2 separate regions of the Mustela erminea genome follow, and region 2 is linked to region 1. Evidence: chromatin contacts called from public Hi-C data. All regions are on one chromosome and are shown on one strand. Each heading gives the region's core, a stretch centred on a gene start, on an enhancer-like site or on the middle of the called end of the contact. The rest is flanking DNA. Distances are from core to core; before and after follow the strand shown. Region 1 holds the start of MXD1 (max dimerization protein 1). Region 2 holds the start of FAM136A (protein FAM136A).

Evidence for each region. Hi-C and Micro-C count contacts between places; a contact is called where the count stands out from the background.
Region 2: a contact with region 1 is called in a Hi-C map of spleen, with 13 times the contacts expected there. The contact joins the promoter of FAM136A here to the promoter of MXD1 in region 1. A contact is called at or near these places in 2 of 3 Hi-C or Micro-C datasets (skeletal muscle and spleen).

What each region holds. Positions count from the first base shown.
Region 1 is chr7:88,349,057-88,352,698 of mMusErm1.Pri, reverse strand. It overlaps MXD1 (max dimerization protein 1), which reads right to left and starts at 1,752. Exons shown (of 6, transcript XM_032352355.1): 1 at 1,439-1,752; 2 at 590-689. The coding sequence starts at 1,511.
Region 2 is chr7:88,691,297-88,694,945 of mMusErm1.Pri, reverse strand. FAM136A (protein FAM136A) reads left to right here and starts at 2,194. Exons shown (of 3, transcript XM_032352382.1): 1 at 2,194-2,382; 2 at 3,267-3,407. The coding sequence starts at 2,296.

The DNA of each region.
Region 1 (3,642 bases), core at 503-3,002:
AAGGGCTGTGGCATATTAATATTTTAATATTAATTTTCCATCACCAAAAAGGCAGGTCTTAACCTCCATCATTCCTCTTTGCCACTATAAACAGATTTAACAGTTTATGAGACAAACCACTGCATTTCATTTACATGTCAAATATGAAATCTTACCACCTACACTAAATTGAATACTTTAGCATGTTTATAAAATCTTCACTATGAAAAGTAAAAGAAATGGATAATGTCCAGCATTTTCAATTATAAAAAAAAACCTGCCTTTAATCTGATTTCTGAAGGCAACATATTGTCATTGTTCCTAATCTCACTGGAAGTTTCCATAGATTTTTGTTCCAAAAGGGAAGAAAAGCAAAATAAAGTTTAAAAGTTCATAAAGAAATGTAAAACACTTCCATTTCTCTCTTCTGTCTCAACTCAAACACAAGGGCTCCTTCCTCCAATGGCTTAAGACCATGTGTGCCTGACTCAATCATGATTGCTACTTAATGTATTTACTGGGTTATAATCACAACAGACAACTTCCATTCTGCAGTTTGTATCATCTGCAGTGTAATCTAAAAGAGAAAGAGAAATATTTACCAAATTACCTGCTACTGCTGTTATTCTTCTTGGATTTGTTCCTCCGTTTTAAGGCATCTCTGTCCTTGTTATTGTATGGTAACATGGAGGCATAACCATGTTCAGCTTCTAGAAAACCGAAGGATCCAGTTAATGAATGAGCCTAGAACATTCAATACTCTCTCCCCTCTACAGTATTTCCTTTTTAAATTTTATTTTTCATTAAAAGAATATTGTGTTAAGAAACAAACGATGCAAGGTGGAATTCTTAGAACAATGATTTTTTTTTTTTTAAATTGTGTGAATACCCTCAGTTCGGAGCAGGTGTAAGAAGCATTCCAGCTGCTCATTGTTGAGAAAGACACAGCAAGTCGCTGAGCTCATGGAGCTTGGGTTCCCCACTGGCAACGTCCAGCAGGTTGGCGTGCTTTAAGTGGGACCAGCCTCGGGCGAAGGTGCGGGGCAAACACCCGAAACCCAGAGGGCGGGGAAGGGGGCGCGCAGGGGAATCGCTGCTCCTCCAGCTGGGAGACGGGGCGCCAGGCCCAATTGGGGGCCGCTCCGGACAAGCCCCGGTGGGTAAACCAAGGGTCTGGCCGAGAGGACCCCAGGCACCCCATTTGCTTTGCGGTGGGGGGGCAGCGCTCGGGACTCCGGAGGCAGCGGCCCCTTTCCCCACCCTCATTCATTGCCTTTGGGGCAGCAGCGGCCTCCCTTCGGACCGCGCGTGGGGAGAGCTGGAGGGGTTGGGAGCGCTCGCGGTCGCGGTCTCTGCGCCTCCAACCACCCCCAGAGAGGCTGGGCGCCCCTACCCCGCGGCCGGGTCCCTCAGAGCCCCCGGCCCCGGCTCGGGATGGACCCCTCCCGTCCCCGTGCACCTCTCTCCCGCCGCTCCAGGTAGTCAGCCGCCTCCAGCAGCATCTGGATGTTCATCCGAACCGCCGCCGCCATTCTGCACCGGGGGCCGGAGCCACGGGACCAACCCCCACTGCCCACGGGCTCGCCGCCGCCGCCGGACACCCGCGCCCTGCTGTGGACCCCGCAGAGCAGGGTTGAGAGAGCCTCTCTGCCGACCACGCTCGCCGGAAGCGGCGAAGGGGGGCCGGTGAGCTGGGCACCGCCGACACCGTGACAGAACCCGAAGAAGAGCAGCAGCCGCCACCGCCGCGGAGTGTTTATCTCCGACTCACCATCCCCCCGCCCCCAGGCCCTTCTCTTGACAGGCCCGCTTCGGCTGCGTTCCTCATTGGGCACCCTAAAGAATTCCCCGCCCCTGGCCTTGTCCGATTGGGGAAAAGCATTACAGCCCCGCCCCCTAGAGTCCGCTCCTCTCTCCGGTTGGTCACGCTTGACAAGGCCCGGGCTCCACCCCCCCTTTCCAATTGGTGACAGGATTCGCAACTCCGCCTCGTGCTCCTTCCCTGTTTTCCATTGGTTCTATGCCGACAACCCCCTTTTGCTTTGTTAGTATTGGCCCAGAGCTACAGAAAGCGAGCCACTTTGCCTATCTCCCATTGGTGGAGCCGGCTGAAACCTCCCAGCTACGATGACGTCACCATCCTCCGGGCCCAGCGAGCCCTGAGTGGCTGGTGATCAGCGGCGCCGCCACTCCTCCCCTGATCTGGCATTGGCTGGGAGGGCTGACCTGGGCGCCGGCGCTGATTCACGGCCGCCGCTGGGCTCCGCTCCGTCCGGCCCATCCCGGCCCCGCCTCGGACCTGTTGCCCGGACCTGTCCCCGGGGAAAAGTTCCGAGAGCCTGCCGGTTATCCTTCGAGTGAAGGCTGGCACCGCGCGTCGCCTGGGCTCTTTGTCCTGCTCGGATTCCTGGCCGGAGCCCTTGGTCCGGCGGCCACAGTCCCAGAGGTTCCAGGCTTCCCAGCTCCCTGGCGGCTGTGGGCCCCGCTGCGAATCCCACTGAAGCGAGAGCGGCGCCGGCAACCTGGTGGGCCCGGGGCTTCCGCCGGCGCCACGTGGCTGTGGGGCTTGAAGGAAAAAGCTTGCCTTGCGTTGAATGCTCGCCGCCCAGCGTTTTTTCTCCTCAGAAAGCGGCGGAATGGGGCAGCCGTTTACAGCCCTGCGCGTCTCTGTTGGCACTCCCAGCCTTACCCCAAGTGCAGGCATAATCACTCCCTCAAAAACTTACTGCATCTACAGAATCCCCAGCGTTGGATCCCGAGATTTTTTGACCCAAATCTCGTTCAGGGTCTTTCCTTCCCTTTTAATTCTAGATGAAAACACTAAAAAACAAACAAACAAAAAAACCACAAAAAAACCCACGAACGAACAAACTTCCACTGTACAATATAAATGGTGTGTGTGGGGTGGGTACCAGTAGAAATACACAGAACTAAAAATTTAAGTATTATTCCCTAAGCCCATCAAGATTTATAACCCAAGTTATTGTTAATACATTGGCATCTCCATGTTAAAAAGGAGGAATAAATGTCTTCATAAGCTTGAACATATTTCACGAAGCTTTAAAAAAAAAAGCTTACTGTTGGCAATACATGAAAATAATAGCTTTGCTATATGTCACCTGCATTATCACTAATCCTTAATATGACTCCATTAGATAAATAATTACATTTTGAACACGAGGAAACAGACCCAGAGAAGCTAAATGACTTTCCTTGTCATCCATTTAGCCAGAGATGGAGACTGAACCTAGACTAGATCTGTTTCGCCTAGAGCCCATGCTACCAATGCCTTAAACAAGAGTTAAGAAAGAGATTTCCTGACTGAGTCACAAACACTGACACTCAAACACTTGGGGGGAGAGGAAGAAAAACATGTAATCATGGGAATTTTTTTCAAATGTGTCCTTCTTAGTGGTTGACAAATCCATTAAAATTAAAGTCAACAGAATTAACAAGTAGAATAAATGTAGTAAAGCATGCCTGACCTATAGGAAACATTTTCTGCTTTTAATGGTTAATTGAATCTAAAAGCCTATTTTTTTTATGAGTGCTAATACACTGAAGATAAATGTATTAAAGAAAGCACAAAGAGAAATGAGAATGGGGAAATGACATTTTTAACAAGTTTTTTTTTTCTTTTCAAGATTTCATTTATTTGAGAGA
Region 2 (3,649 bases), core at 945-3,444, 340 kb before region 1:
CCTGCTACTTCCCTCTGCTTGTGCCGTCTCTCTCTCTTTCTGTCAAATAAATAATAAAAATCTTTCAATAAAGAAATATTTATCGGGGCGCCTGGGTGGCTCAGTGGGTTAAAGCCTCTGCCTTCAGCTCGGGTCATGATCCCAGGGTCCTGGGATCGAGCCCCGCATCGGGCTCTCTGCTCAGCGGGGAGCCTGCTTCCTCCTCTCTCTCTCTCTGCCTGCTTCTCTGCCTACTTGTGATCTCTCTCTGTGTGAAATAAATAAAATCTTTAAAAAAAAAAAAAAAAGAAATATTTATCATGTTCAATCCAAAAAATTTAAGAAAAATCCCAACAATGGCATTTAGAATAGTAGGGTAGTACCTATGGATTTAATATTTTTAATTTCTCAATTTATTATTGCTTGTGTCTGGTTTCCAAATATTTTTTATTAAATACCTCTATAATGAAATAAATGTGTTCATTCATTAGACAAACCTTTACTAATAGGTTAGTATTCGCCAAACACAAAGAATTAAGAAGAGCAGGGGTGCCTCGGTGGCTCTGGTGGTTAAGGGACTGCCTTCAGCTCGAGTCCTGGTCTTGGAGTCCCAGGATGGAGTCCTGAGTGGGGCTCCCTGTTGACTGGGAAGTCTGCTTCTCCCTCTGACCCACCCATATCTCCTGCTCTCGCGCTCTCTCTCTCTCTCTCAAATAAATAAATAAAATATTTTCAAAAAAGAATTGAGGGGGAACAATGAAAAAGATAAACATGGTCCTTGTCCTTGAAGAGGTTTTAATCTAGGGGGAAAAAAGAACACAGGACAAGTAATGAGCAGTAGTGATGAGCACTGTCACAGATCAATACAGGGTATTAAAAGAAGCCATAACAGAGGAGCATGTGCTGTGGAGAAGTAGGCAGTTAGGAAAGTCTTTCTGAGGTCCTAAAGCAATTTTCAGCAAATTTCAAAAGGCAGAGAATGTTTGCTAACGTTAATGCAGTCGCCTCTCCAATTGATAGGAGAAATTATCTTAAAAATATTCATATGCTTGGAAATCAAGAGACGCACTTCTAAATAATTGATGAATCAAAGAATTCGTAATGGAAATTAGAAAATGTTTGAGGAAACTATATTCAAACTTGTGAGAGTAGCTAAAGCAGTGTAAGAGGGACACAATCTTAAAAACACACATAGAGGGGCACCTGGGTGGCTCAGTGGGTTAAAGCCTCTGCCTTCGGCTCAGGTGATGATCCCAGAGTCCTAGGATCAAGTCCCACATCGAGCCCCGCATCGAGCCCCGCATCGAGCCCCGCATCGAGCCCCGCATCAGGCTCTCTGTTCTGTAGGGAGTCTGCTCAGCGCCCCTTCTCTCTCTGCCTGCCTCTCTGCCTAACTTGTGATCTCTGTCAAATAAATAAATTAAATAATTTTTAAAAAAAAACACGTGCAATTAACCCCTGAACAACATGGGTTTGAACCACACCAGTCCACTTATATAGGGACTTTTTTTTTTCCAATAAATACAGTACTACAAATGTATTTTCTCTTAGGATTTTCTTAGTATTTTCTCTAGCTTACTTCATTATAAGAATATAGTATATAGTACATAAAACAAGCAAAATATCTTAATCAACTGTTAACAATAAGGCTTCTGGTCAACAGTAAACTATTAGTTTAAGTTTGGGGGGATTCAAAAGTTAAACGGGGGTTTTTCCACTGGGGTTGGGGGGCGGGGCCCCAATCCCACATTAACCCCATATTGTCCGAGTGTCGATCATACGTACATACATCAAATTAAGGAAAAGGAAAATTTAATCTGTAGTAACAGCAGATCAGTTGTTGCCTGAGGTCAAGGGTAGGGGAGTAAGGGGGGAGAAAAGGGGAAAACTGACTACGAAAAGGCAAGGTTTGTTAAAAATCCTCGAGCTATATAACTAAGATTTGTGCTTTGACCTGAATATTAATTATATTAAATATTATTTTAAGACTCTGAAGGAAGACAGGGAAGGAGGGAGGACAGGATGGAGACAGCGAGTCCCAGCTCCCCTGTCCAGCCCCCAGGGGCTCAGGCATAGCAGGGAATGCGGGGCGGGGCCAGGAGGAGAGGAGGGGCAGACGCCTGCATGCCAGATGAGGAGGCGGGGGGGGGGGGGGCACAGCAGGGGGTGGGTGGATGCAGTTCCTCCTCTCCGACGCCAGGCGGCGGCGTGGGCGGGGAAGGGTGGCGGTGACCCCGGCCGCCGCTGCAAGGGGGCGGGCCGAACGCGGGGCTCCATGTGGGCGCCGGCGCGGAGAGTGTGCAGCGCGGAGTCGCCATGGCGGAGATGCAGCAGCTGCGGGTACAGGAGGCGGTGGACTCCATGGTGAAGAGTCTGGAGAGAGAGAATATCAGGAAGATGCAGGTAGCGGGCGGGGGTCAGGCCGGGGAGTCCCGGCAGTCCGCTCTTCCTTTGGCCGCCGCGGCGCGCCGCTGCCCGCCTCTCCGCAGACCCGAGTCGGGGCGTCCCTGGGGTCGCCGCCGCGCTCTCGGAAGCACCTCTCACCCTCAGAAGTCCTGGAGCTTCCGCCGAGTGGATGCAATCTGTGTTCCCTCCCCACGCGCAAAGCTGTTTCCCCCCCGGCCAGTTCCGGGGAGGGGGTGTTAGACCCCGGACCAGCGTTAGAAAGCCCTTGGTGTGAGGCGTTCGGTGTCACCCCCCTCCCCGCGTTCCTGTGTAGCGCTGCCCCTTCGGCAGGTGAGCAGGCGGAGGCCCAGAAAGGGCACGGCCAAGGTGAAACACCGGAAAGGCAAAAGTGTTTGGCTTCCTCAGTGGCCATGTCATGCCGGTTTTAGTGTCGCTCCACACACCGCTGGTTTGTACGGCCGTTGTGCTTTGATCGCCTAAATGGTCTGTGGCTGTTGGTCCTGCCTCCCTAAATAGCGCTTCTTGAGTCATTGATTAATGGATCGGTTGCCCCCTGGTGGAAAGCAGATTGCTAGAGGTTGCTGACCTCTGAACCGAGTGGCATAGGTACCTGGTTTTCAGAATTTGACTTCATCTGACCCACCGCTACCTTCTCCGTCCACCCAGTCTACGGTGCAACAAGTGCCAATGAGCTAGCAGCAAGAAGGCCATGGAACCTTCTGCTAGGCTTCGAGTATGCTTTTCCCATGTGTGGTTTTAGGTTCCTGATGTCTGTTAGGAGAGGTGCAAATAGAGATGCTCCTCTGTTGCACTCCATGATTATCTCTGCCCCAGAGGCTTTCCCGCCTCACCTCTCTCTCTCTCTCTGCCCTCCCTCTCAGGGCCTCATGTTCCGGTGCAGTGCCAGCTGTTGTGAGGACAGCCAGGCGTCCATGCAGCAGGTGCACCAGTGCATTGAACGCTGCCATGCGCCTCTGGCTCAAGCCCAGGCCCTGGTGACCAGTGAGTTGGAGAAGTTCCAGGTGAGAAATAGCCCAGGCAGAGGACTTCATGCCTTGATGGTGCTCTTTTGCAAGAGATGACAAGCATTCATTCAAAACTCTTGGCTTTAGCATCTTGGTTCTTTTAACATTTGGGACAGTCTTGTGGCCAGGCAGTCTTTATGGGGTTTGAAATTTGGGAAAAACTCCTGGAGGTTGAGTGCTATAAGTATTTCCAGAGACAAAATGATGTGAAAAGGAGTTCATGACCAAGAGCCTTTTCC